2 separate regions of the Mus musculus genome follow, and region 2 is linked to region 1. The links are chromatin contacts, called in public HiChIP or PLAC-seq maps. All regions are on one chromosome and are shown on one strand. The core of a region is the stretch at or near the end of the contact, and the rest is flanking DNA. Distances in the headings are between cores, read along the strand shown.

Evidence for each region. HiChIP or PLAC-seq counts read pairs in DNA pulled down with a chosen protein or histone mark.
Region 2: a contact with region 1 is called in a BATF HiChIP or PLAC-seq map of CD8 T cells, with 7 read pairs. The contact joins two enhancer-like sites. A contact is called at or near these places in 3 of 15 datasets of contacts at CTCF or cohesin (CD8 T cells and the NIH/3T3 cell line), 13 of 484 Hi-C or Micro-C datasets (CD8 T cells, the CH12 cell line, the HPC-7 cell line and 9 more), 8 of 115 datasets of contacts at active chromatin or transcription factors (CD8 T cells, the NIH/3T3 cell line, Th17 cells and 5 more) and 1 of 9 other capture datasets (macrophages).

What each region holds. Positions count from the first base shown.
Region 1 is chr4:63,683,928-63,689,465 of GRCm38.p6, forward strand. No RefSeq gene overlaps it. Among named protein-coding and RNA genes, the nearest start is that of Gm42294, 9.7 kb to the right of the region's middle. Within about 2 kb of position 2,429, at least 15 of the 459 cell types and tissues checked have an H3K27ac peak or open chromatin away from gene starts, as enhancers often do. A contact at or near this core is called in CD8 T cells and the CH12 cell line, where this site is marked.
Region 2 is chr4:63,926,068-63,931,605 of GRCm38.p6, forward strand. No RefSeq gene overlaps it. Among named protein-coding and RNA genes, the nearest start is that of 8030451A03Rik, 56 kb to the right of the region's middle. Within about 2 kb of position 2,299, at least 10 of the 459 cell types and tissues checked have an H3K27ac peak or open chromatin away from gene starts, as enhancers often do. A contact at or near this core is called in CD8 T cells and the CH12 cell line, where this site is marked.

The DNA of each region.
Region 1 (5,538 bases), core at 1,179-3,678:
CCCATCTGGTGCTGAGGGCATGGTTGGTACCCTCCTCTCCTTGGTCTGCTCCTACCCTTGCTGCTGTGGATGGCATAGGAGGAAAGGAAATCTGCATTCAAGAGGCTGACTCTCCAAGAATCGCTACTATTTCTTCGCATGTGTGCGTGCTCATGTATGTGTGTTTCTGTGAGTTCCTATGAAGATCGGAGGTCTGTCAGACCTGGGATTTACCCAGGTGCATTCCACCTTGATATGGGAGGCAACATCTCAATGGCTTGGATCTTTTCAAGTACAACAGGTCATCTGGCTAGTGGGCCTCAGTTTTCCACCTGTTTCCACATTCCTCACAGTGGGATTAAAAGCCCACTAAACACCATGGGCCACTCTGCTAGGAGTCTGAGTTTATTTTTTGTATCAATCCATGCAATGTGGATCTTGCTATCTGTATTTCCCAAGTTAAGGAGAATGAAGCTGAGAACAAGTGATTCTAAAGCAAAGCTCAGTACTCCTGTCACACCCTATTCTATCGCAGAGCTCAGTACTCCTGTTACACCCTATTCTATCGCAGAGCTCAGTACTCCAGTCACACCCTATTCTATCGCAGAGCTCAGTACTCCAGTCATACCCTATTCTATCACAGAGTTCAGTACTCCAGTCACACCCTATTCTATCGCAGAGCTCAGTAGTCCAGTCACACCCTATTCTAACTTCCCTACTCCTCACAAATTAGCCTGTTTTCTTCACTCCAGAGTGAAGAGACAGCAAACCTGGCCCTGATAAGTGCTGCCTTCCACTGGACTTTGATGGAGCACGCACATCTTTGTTGTTGGAAGCAGAGCGATGACATCAATGGCTGCAATAACCATAAAGTTTTGACTGATGTGCATTTGTGAGGACACAGCCCTGGACTCACACTCACACTGAGCCCTCTGTGATCTTTTTTTTTTTTTTTTTTTTAACTCTCTGGCTGGACTATAAGAAGTGTATTCACGCGGCATTTGAAAGAGAGAAGGGAGGGGCATGTGGGAGGGTTGGAAGGAGGAAAGGGAAGAGAGAAATGTTTTAGTTATAATATAATCTCATAAACAGAAAAAAAGAATGGGGTATGTGCAGTTGAGTGGGCTTGAGTTCAAATATTCATGAGTGTGACCTTGAATGGATTACTTAAGTTCCTCAGCCTCAAGTTATTTCACTTGCAAACTGGGGACAGTGAGGAGAGCCTTCCTCACAGGGTTCTTATGACCGTTAACCCGTGCAAACCTCTTCAAAGAGCACTACTGTAAATACTCAGTATTAGCTACTGGTGTTGTTGAGTGCCTGCTAACAGAGTAGATCATTGAAGCAGGCCAACATCCAGGCTCCTGTCGAGGATGAATGATTCTGTGACCCATCACAGAGGGGAGGGGAGTAAATGACACGAACATGGTGTTCTCATGGAGTCAATTAGACTCTTACAATAACCCTGCAAAGCTGACCGAGTCTACTAGATGCCCCATTATCTAGAAAGCTACGTCTGGTGACCAACTCAAGATCCTCCCTTCTTTTTTCCCTTCCTCCCTCTCTTTGTTGCTATGGAAAACAGATTTGTATATATTTGTGGCCCTGATGTCTCAGTGTCTGTGAACATTGTAATATATTAACTCAGGTTGAACAAACACACAGATGACTTTACATCCCCCTCACCCCATGTTTTTTCCTGAGGACAGAGCTTACCGTCTGCCATGTGGGATGTATTCTTTCCTATGATTTCCGTTTGAAGAGACCAGATATTAAAAAAAAAATCAAAAGGAGCACTCTGTCCCTATTGTAAAGACCCACCACATTTCCCATCTCTCTGACTTTAATTAATATGGCAAAATGGGACTGTCAGATGTCTTAAGTAAACTTTGTTCCAATTGATGTAGTTCACTTGTGCATGAAGGGGATTTGCTTTGAAACCCTTTGGACTTATCTTCAAGGGCAGAGATCGATGTGTGAATTCAAGGATCTTTCTCTAGTTCCTGGGGAAGTTGGGCACTCTGTTATTCCTTTCTCTGAGAACTCTCCAGTTATGCTTGGGACTGCATCCATGTTTCCAAGAAGTTGCCATAGTTATAGCAGTTTGTTAGTATGAAAACCACAACACTAACACAGTACATTCTGCTGAGAAGAAGGGTTACTTTTTTGCCAGTTACAACTGGGTGGGGAATTACCCGGTTTTGGCTGGAATTTAGCTCCAGTGCTATGGCTGATAGTGTCCTTGAGCTGTATCAAGGAGTCAGGAGCATGTGAGCAGGACCCCACAGTGAGGGGAAGGTTTGGTGTTCTATGTGGAGGGGTTCATGAGACTGAGATCTGGCCCTGGCTCTAACATTTGTTCTTGGTGTGACCTTGGTCATGGACCTCTCTTTTAGACTGTTTCTGTGTCTCAGGTCAATGAAGTTGTTAGAGAGCTTGTCCAGCAGAGGGTGATATTCCTCCTATTTTGGCTGGGCCCTACTCTGAGAAGCCAGATCACTTACTGCCCTGGGGGAGGAATCCATGATCTAGTCCCTGGTGGAGCTAGATCCCATGTGGGTTTTTAGATTTGTAGCTGGCCAGAGTTCTGCACAATATTGTTGTTGTTGTTGTTAAACCTCACATCATCTTCTAGGTTGTGTATTAGCCTTCCATTTCCCAGGCCAGGGAATTGTCGGGTTCCAAAGCAACTCAGGTCAATTGGCTAGCCATGGTGCCTGTTAGCATACCACAAAGCAGATGCTGGCCCCCAGGATCACCCATTACCTGTGGCTTCTCTTAGCTCTCCTTGCTCTGTTTAGTACCCTGAACCTCTCCAACCCATAGACTCCCCTTCCCTTCTCAAGCTTTCTCCCTTATATAACCCTGGCATTTCAGCCACAGGTTCCATTGGTTCTGTTGTCCTTGGTCTTCTTTTCTTGTTCTCTGCCCTCCCCTCCTAGACCCCATGGCCTGGTCCAATCTGCTGGCCATGTTTTCTGTCTACTGCTTTCTCTCCGTGCTCTGGACTCTTGCAGGTGCCTCTGGCTGTACTCTTCCTCACATCTACGATAAATACCTTCTCCTCAACCATACCTTGGAGCAGCCATATCTTCATTTCGCCCTTGAAGCACCTTGGGGAATTGAGAGGACCTGCCTAGGATCCTGCTGGGCCTTTTTCCCATGGACTGCATCAGGTAGCCATTGTTTGTAAAGAGCTTCTGTTGACCATAGAAGATCCTTGACACATATACTGAGGAGGGCAGAACATGAAATCCTATTAGAGTTCAGGGGGAGCCTCACTGTGTAGCTCCATACAATCTCCTTTCCCATAAAGCTTTCCTTTTTTTTAGTGAAGGGTCTGTGAAATGTGACCTCAGGAAGGACAGCAATGGCCCCACGTTGCAGACAGTGGAATCCACTCTAACTTACCTAAGTAGCAAATGGGAATTTTTAGAGGATATCAGGAAACTCTCAGAATCTCCAGAGGAGCCAGAGGAGAAAATTTGAAATGGTGTAGCCATAAATAGTGCCCAGCCACGCTGTGGGGGCTTTTCTGGAAAAAAATCACCACTTACACAACTTCTCAGTAATTGGGATTTTGACACTGTCCACCCCATGGAAGCTAAGACTGAGTGAGGCCTTCTGTGTGGAGGGGTCCGGCTGGACACGTAGCTTGATTCAAATCTCCCTGTGGATCGACTTTACAGCGAAGGAATGCAGGCTGCGAGAGAGTGTAAGGTTTGCTCAGTTAAACCTCGCTGACTTCCAGGGTTGAGTGTGAGGACTTCCAGCTGGAGCTAGGAGTTGCCCTGAGTCATTAAAGGGCATTTTCTAAGAGAGGAGCAGCACCGCTGGCTTCTCTTTTTAATCCTCTTAAATATAGTACTTTGGAAGGAACACAGCCGAAGGAATATTAATTTCTTGTTTCATTTTGTTGGTGCTGGGGACTGAGGCTAGGTTGTCACTCCTGCTAGGAAAGTGTCTGCAACCGAGCAGTTCCCAGCTCTTACAATTTTTTGTCTTTCTTTAAGTTTGAGATGGCTTTGCTAAGTTGCTTGGGCAACTTAAGCCTTCAACCTACTGTTCTCTCGCTTCATCCCTCCAAATAGCAGGGTGTGCAGGCCTGGACCACTGGAGCCAGGTGCATTCTTATTTCACGCTTATTTTATTGTCTTAAGCTTCTGCTCCTCTGGTGAGCCCTGAAGGGGAGCAATTCCCACTCGATGCTCTGGGGCATTTCCTTGATCTAAAAACAAAATATTCCTGGACTCTGGAGATATCGTATCATAGACTCACTCAGTCTTTTCAAGTCATCAACCAGGAAATAGTCTCAAGACATTTTTTTTGTTGTTGTTGTTCAAAGTCAAACAAAAAAAGTAAGAGCTGCATTTAACAAATGTTGACGGCGTCTTTGTATTCATGATACTAGGTGAAAGGCAGAGATGTTCTTAGTTGCCATGGAGTTTCATATAAACAAAAGGAACATTTACTAACCGTAAAGTCATTTGGAAAAAAAATACTTTAAGACAGTTTTCTTTTCTTAAAAAAATTAACTTAAAAATTAATTCTTTGAGAATTTTCTCCTTGTATGCCATGAACTAGATTGATTCCATGTTTCTTTTCCAGCTTCTTCTGGAATCCCCACAACACATCTCCCAAATGCGTGTCTTTTTTTTTTTTCATGTTTTTAAACAACCCACTAAGTCCAGTTAGTACTGTCCATACTTGGATGAATGTGTGGCCATCCACTGGAGAATGGGTAACTTAATAGTGCCCATACCCTCAAAGAATGATGGTTCTCCCTCCCTTGGCATCTATCAATTGCCAATACTTCCTGGGGAATAGGTGGGGTCACAGGACTCTCCCAAGCTTCACCTTAGTCTATTTTGTCAGAATTTTGGCTGGGTTGATTTTGTGTAGGTATTGTGCAGATAACTACCACTACTGTGAGTTCGTGAATATAATAGTCATGTTGTGTCCAGGTGACAGCATTTCAAGCATTCTTACCCATCCTCTGGTTCTTAATGTTCTTTCTGCCCCCTCTTCATGGTATTCTTTGCAAATACGTGGGAGTTTGGGAGGATTGATAAAGATGTCCCATTTAGGGCTGAGAACTCACAATGTCTTATTCTCAGTACATTGACCAGGACCGCATTCATTGTTGTCCCCTGTAAAAAGAAGGTTCTCTCTTAAGGCTGAATACACTCCAGGTCCATGGGTATGAACATAACCATTTAGAAGGAATTTTGACAATAGGATGATTTAGCAAAATGAGAGTAGCTGGTTCTGTCCCAGGGACATCAGCCATGGAATTTTGGCCATGTTTATGTTAACTAGGCATGATATTTCTTCCTGAAGAGAAGGTTTCACATCCACTCAGAACATTGTTGGTTACTCCATAATAATCAGGCCACTATTGCTTCAGCGGGCTCATCTTGCCTGTCAGATCAGTACTATAGCAGGCAGAGTCTAATGCTGGGTAAGACCACTAATGTCTTTTCTCTCCCAGCAGCTTCTAGAACTCATTCTAGCTCTGTGAAAGCTAGCCAGTAGGAAGGAAGTTTGTAGGTTAGTATG
Region 2 (5,538 bases), core at 1,049-3,548, 240 kb after region 1:
GACTCTGTTTCTGGTTCCCTTAGTCCCACTGAAGCCATAATCTGCTTATGTAATGCAAGGAGCTCAGTGGAATGTATGATATAGGTGACATAATTTTCCAAGTCAGAATAGAATGCTGCCTGGCGAGTACTTTAGGTCCACCCCCTTATCAAAGACTTACCTGGTGTCTTCTCAAGTGCCTTATTGGCAATACACTCTGTGACATCGTGACTGAAAGCTTGGTGTTTGCAATCAGAGCAACCTGGCCTTTAGAACCCAGCTTCTAGCCACCATTCACATATCAGGAACAGTTTCATCTCCACCCAGACTCTCTTGTCTTGTTTCTGCTCCACCTATCCCAACCTGTTCACTGCAACCCAAGTGACTGGTCTGTGCCTATAACTGGCATTTCAAAACCAATTCCTTTTTTTTTTTTTTTTGGTCAGTTCTAAGTTTTCTTTGTTCATTATGCATTGCGTTTCTACTCTAGGAAAACATTAAAGCTCAGGAATGAATAAGTGAAACGTGACAGCATTCTTTACAGCAGGAAGAATGAGCTGCATCTATCTGTATGCAGATAATGAAGATAAATCTGTAGTCCATCCCCATGAGAAAGATGAGCATGGTGTAGTTACTAATCCCTCTATTCATGCTCACTCTGGGAACTAGAGAGAGGAAACTAAGTTGAGACTTATTTACTAAAATAAGGCTTCACTGTGGAGCCTAGAATGGCCTTAACCGCCAGATCCTCTTGCTTTGGGATTCCAAGTGCGACAATTACAGTGCATGCCACCATGCCCAGCAGTAGGCTGCAGTTGAGGGGATCAGTAGACATCACATCCTCTTATTTGTTCAAGTTAGAAGTCACTGCACTCTAGAGACACAGATAAAGTTCTGTGTGTCTCTTCCTGAGTGCCTTTCATGTAGACAGAATTGAGGAAATGGCCTACCCTTTCACTATCCAGTAAAAGCAAGAAGGGAGTAAATCAAACCAAACCAAACCAAACCAAACCAAACCAAACCAAACCAAACCAAACCAAACCAAACCAAACCAAACCAAACCAAACCAATCCAAACCACCAACCAACCAAAAAGAAAACTAACATCACAAACAAACAAACAAACAAACAAACAAACACCAAGGTACCAGATGCAAACTCTGTCTCTAATTATGTTTCTGAGGAGCCCTGGTGTCTTTTACCTTTCATTCTCTGGAGGAATGACCTAGAAGACTGGTTAAGCTGGTTGATGGTTATTGGGGTGATGCAGGTCCACTGTTCTCTAGACTTGCCTATAGTCTTATGTTTTAGAATATATGGATTGGATGAGTACTGTTTTGCTCATGTTTTTTGGGTGTGGTTCTCCACAAACTCACAAATAGGAAGTGAAGCAGTAAGGTTTTCACATATCAGGACCCAAGAGTTTCAACCAGCAGTTAGGGCCTCTTGCCTTTTATGTAGCCCTCCTGGGCTCTGGGCTTGGAGGGTCAGGCTCCTAGGTTTTAGACTTTCATTTCAAGTTGTCATTGTCTTCTAAGTAACTTTTTTCCACAGCTTGTCACAGAACTGGTTTTCCTGAATCATGCTCTTTGTCTCTCAGCACTGAGATCTCGGTCACCTTTGTGTATGGTGACACTTCTTCCTCTCGTGAACACACATTCACCTGAAGACCAGAATGCCGTAGCTGATTTACCACTGTAGCTTGTTCATCACGATCAGATCACTGGCTTCTTTCTTAAGCACTTCCAACCCATTTCCTACTCTGCCAGGGAATGGGTGGAGCTGCGCAAGTGTCTCTTCCACTGGGTGGGAAAATAGCAAGGGAGACTTCTGTTCTTTTCATTCTGTTTTGGTACATGGATAACAACGAAGTTTGCCAGTGTTCTGTAAGCACATTTGGGCCTCAGGACTTATAACCTTTTCCCTTGTTTCTGAGTCTCCCCCACCCTGCGACTTTGTTTTCTACAGGGATTCAGGAAAAGTGTTTACACCAGTGTTCTGCAAAAGGTGCAATGAAAAGCATCAGAAGGCTGTTTTTTTTTTTTTTTTTTTTTCATTTTTGCCTTCTTGGATTCCTGGATCACAGATGGGAAAGCAAGTTCCTTTAGTTAACCCTTCATCTTTGCCTATCAATCACACAGACCTGTCACTCATAGCTCTGGATGTATAAGTATCTGTGGCTACTTAACTACTGTGTCTCTTTCTTAACTCAAACCATCTGCCTTTCTCTGTCCCAGCTTCTGTCTCTCTACTCTGTCCTTCCTCCAAGGTGATAAACCAAGAGTTTACAGTAAAAGCACAGGAAGAACCAAGTGATGCATTCTCTTTAGGAAAGTACCTGGTCCCCTGGGGAGCAGGGGGCAGTGCTGGGAGCCTCTTCCTCCCCTCCTGAGTTGTGGCTCCTGAGGACTTTCAGTACAGACCCAGCAACCCACCCTCAGTCTTTGATGTGGCTTAATGAATACTTGATGCACAGTGGCCCAAATTTTGAGCCACGAAAACCCTTTCTACTTCTTGCAGGAGACCCTGGGACTCACAGGGCTTTGCCTACAACTCAACATTGTCCAGAACTCGCTCTCAGGACTGTTCCTAGTTGCAAGGATCTCAACTTGTGGTAAGACTGTAGGCATTTAATCAGAGCAGGTTGGGTGGTTAACTGCTGTCTGCTCAAACTATAGTTGAAGGCTCATTTTCTTTATATTCTCTTTTCTTTTCCATTTCATCCTATTTTTCCCTTCTCTTTTGGCTACCTGCCTCTATTTCCCTTTTAGAAGAAAACTTATTTCCAGTGGAACTTCCTAATGCCTAACATTTCCAAGACTAAAGGAGGGACTTTCAGGAGTATCCTGAGCAGAAGAAAGAGTAGGGAGGACAGTAGGGGATAGTCATTCCAAGGCTTGTCCTAAATGATGCTATTTCCTGCTACAGATGCCTAGATTCAGTGATTTATTTTGGCTTGGGTTTTGACCTTTCTTTCAGATCCCTAGATTCAAAGCATCTGTCCCCTTCCTCCTAGGTGTGGCTGGCAGAAGTGCCCTCTTTCCCTGAGGACTGAGCTCTTTGCTCAAAACTCATCTAGAATAGAGGCCAGTTGTCTTCTTTCTTTTAGATAGCCTCCTGAAAGTCTTCCCCTCCTCACTTTCCTGTAACCCATCCTGAGGGAATACATGGTACTGATTCATGTCCAGGTCTCTGAGAGCACTTGGTATGGTGGTAGCAATGGGTTTCTCAGTATCTGTTCGCTATTGTTGGTTTTGGTTGGTTCAGCATAGGGCAGACAAGGAAGCAGACAAGAGTCTTGTCTTGGAAGAGCTTTCTGACCACATCTCCAGAGATTTTGTCTGAGTGCTTTGGGTGGATGTGGTGACCTCTTAGTCTTCAGTAAACCCCAATTCCCAGAGTTGTCCTCCTCTTTGTCGCACAGCCAATGTTCTTTCTTTATGAAGTGTTCTTCTCCTCTGCCAGTACTGTCTCTGCTTTGAACTACATTCTGGGCTATTCTAAACACCATCTAAGAGGATCAACCTTAAGATTGTAGTTAACTTCTGTCAGGATTAGGGCTCAAACTTAAATCTATTTGACCTCAAAACAGTGTTGGTGACTCATCCCTTTCCTAACGCTGTGGAGTAGGAAGACCTGCTCAGGTTACATGGACAGCAGCTGGAGGCTGGAGCTTCCCTGCATTGCTGTGCTATGTACTCAGCTCTATAAAAGTGAACATCACTTGTGCTTTGAGAGTATGGGCTAATACTTATAGGATAGTGTTTGTCCCTGCCTAGACCCGGTACCACCTCTGTTATATCATCCTACTCCTGTCTCCTACCCTCTGAGGATCCTAAGATTCTAGAGAGTCACAGGCTTGACCTTCTGCCACCAAGCTGTCAGGGAATAGCTCATCATCAGCAATAGGCACGCTGGGAATGACATAATAGGATGTTTCTGTTTTCACTTTTTCAGTGAAGAAACTCCTTATCTTCATAGTAATTTCTGGGACTTCAATAACTCCATCCCCTCTGTGCCTGCTGGATAGCACTATAGATGCAAACATCTGGCGCATCAGAGATAGAAACTCTCAATAATCCTTGGTATTGATTTAATTGGCAAATCAAATGAGGTTCATTATTGTCCATGGTAGGTAGGGGGAAAATGTATGCTCACACACAGAAGGAAAACAACCTGGTTCTAATTATAGGGTTGCATGTTTCCAATGGGCCTCTGCATCTCTGACCCCATGGCTATACATCCCATACATTAGGTCAGCATGACTCAGTCACTAAGTAACTCTGCCCTAGGGTCTGCGAATCGGTTTCAGGAAAGCATTTTAGGTTTCCAGCGATTTAGGGTGTGGGTGACCTGAGATGCTTGTAGAGGGGAGACAGGATAAGAGAGGGTATTCATGTAGGGGAGGCCAATGGGAATTTAGTACTTGGGACTTTGAAGACACCTGAGTCAGCTTTTCAGACTTTCTGAATAGCAAACAATTATTATTGAGAACCTACTGTCTGATCCTTGAAAGTCTCCTGGAAAGTTTATACTTGTATTTATATTTTATATGGATAAATAGTTGTGTTATTCATATATTTCCAAACAGGATGGTCCAAATAGCCAGTTTTGTTTTATTTTCATTTTTAAAATAACATTTCTTCCCTAAGCCCTTGATCTCTTCTCTCTGTGATAACAATTTATATATTTTAACCAATGTGCCTGGTCCATAGATAAGCTTTATATTTACCTAGATTACTAGGTAACGGACTGATGAATACTGCATTTATTTTCTTATTCTCTCACTCAGTTTCCTAAGACTCTGTTCATATTCTAACTGCCGCCTAACTTGCCTCTGGGTGAAGCCACCTTACCCTACTCTTACCTTTTCCTAGGGATGGTTTGGGTATTGTCTCCCCCCTCTGCCGCTGGAAACAGTGATCAGTGACTTCTCTATGAATGTTCTCCATAGACCTTTTCCCATGGTTTAAAATGAGCCACTTTCCATGGACACAGATGGTTCAAGGTGCTTCACAGGCAGTTATTTGGTGCCTGCAGCCACATGTGCTCTCAGCTTGTTATTCATAAACCACCACAACCTGTTTTGCTAGCTGAATACTTTTTTTTTTTTTGCATTAGATAAGAATGGAGCTCTGAACTAAACTATTTGCAGGCAGCACACTCTAGCTAAAATTTAATTATGTTGAAAATTCAATTAAAATATAATTTAACAAAAGGTACTTATTCAAATGGTGCCTTCTATTACTAATAAGCATAGCTGGTTTTTCCTTTTAAAGAAATGGCATTCCATATTTAAAAGAATCTAAAATGTCACTGATTACAAAAACATCATGATTACATAGTCCATTAAGAAAGATAAATAATTATACTTAATTAAGTCATCACGCACCATTGATTGTAGGAAGAATGCTGCTTTTAAAGATGTTAAGATATGAAGACATGTTTATCTTTGCCTGTTTCCTTCAACAAATATGAAGAAACAAAACTGTTTTAATGGCGTGGGGGCGGGGCGGATAAGAAAGTGACAATTCTTCCTTAAGTGAAATCTGCAGAATTG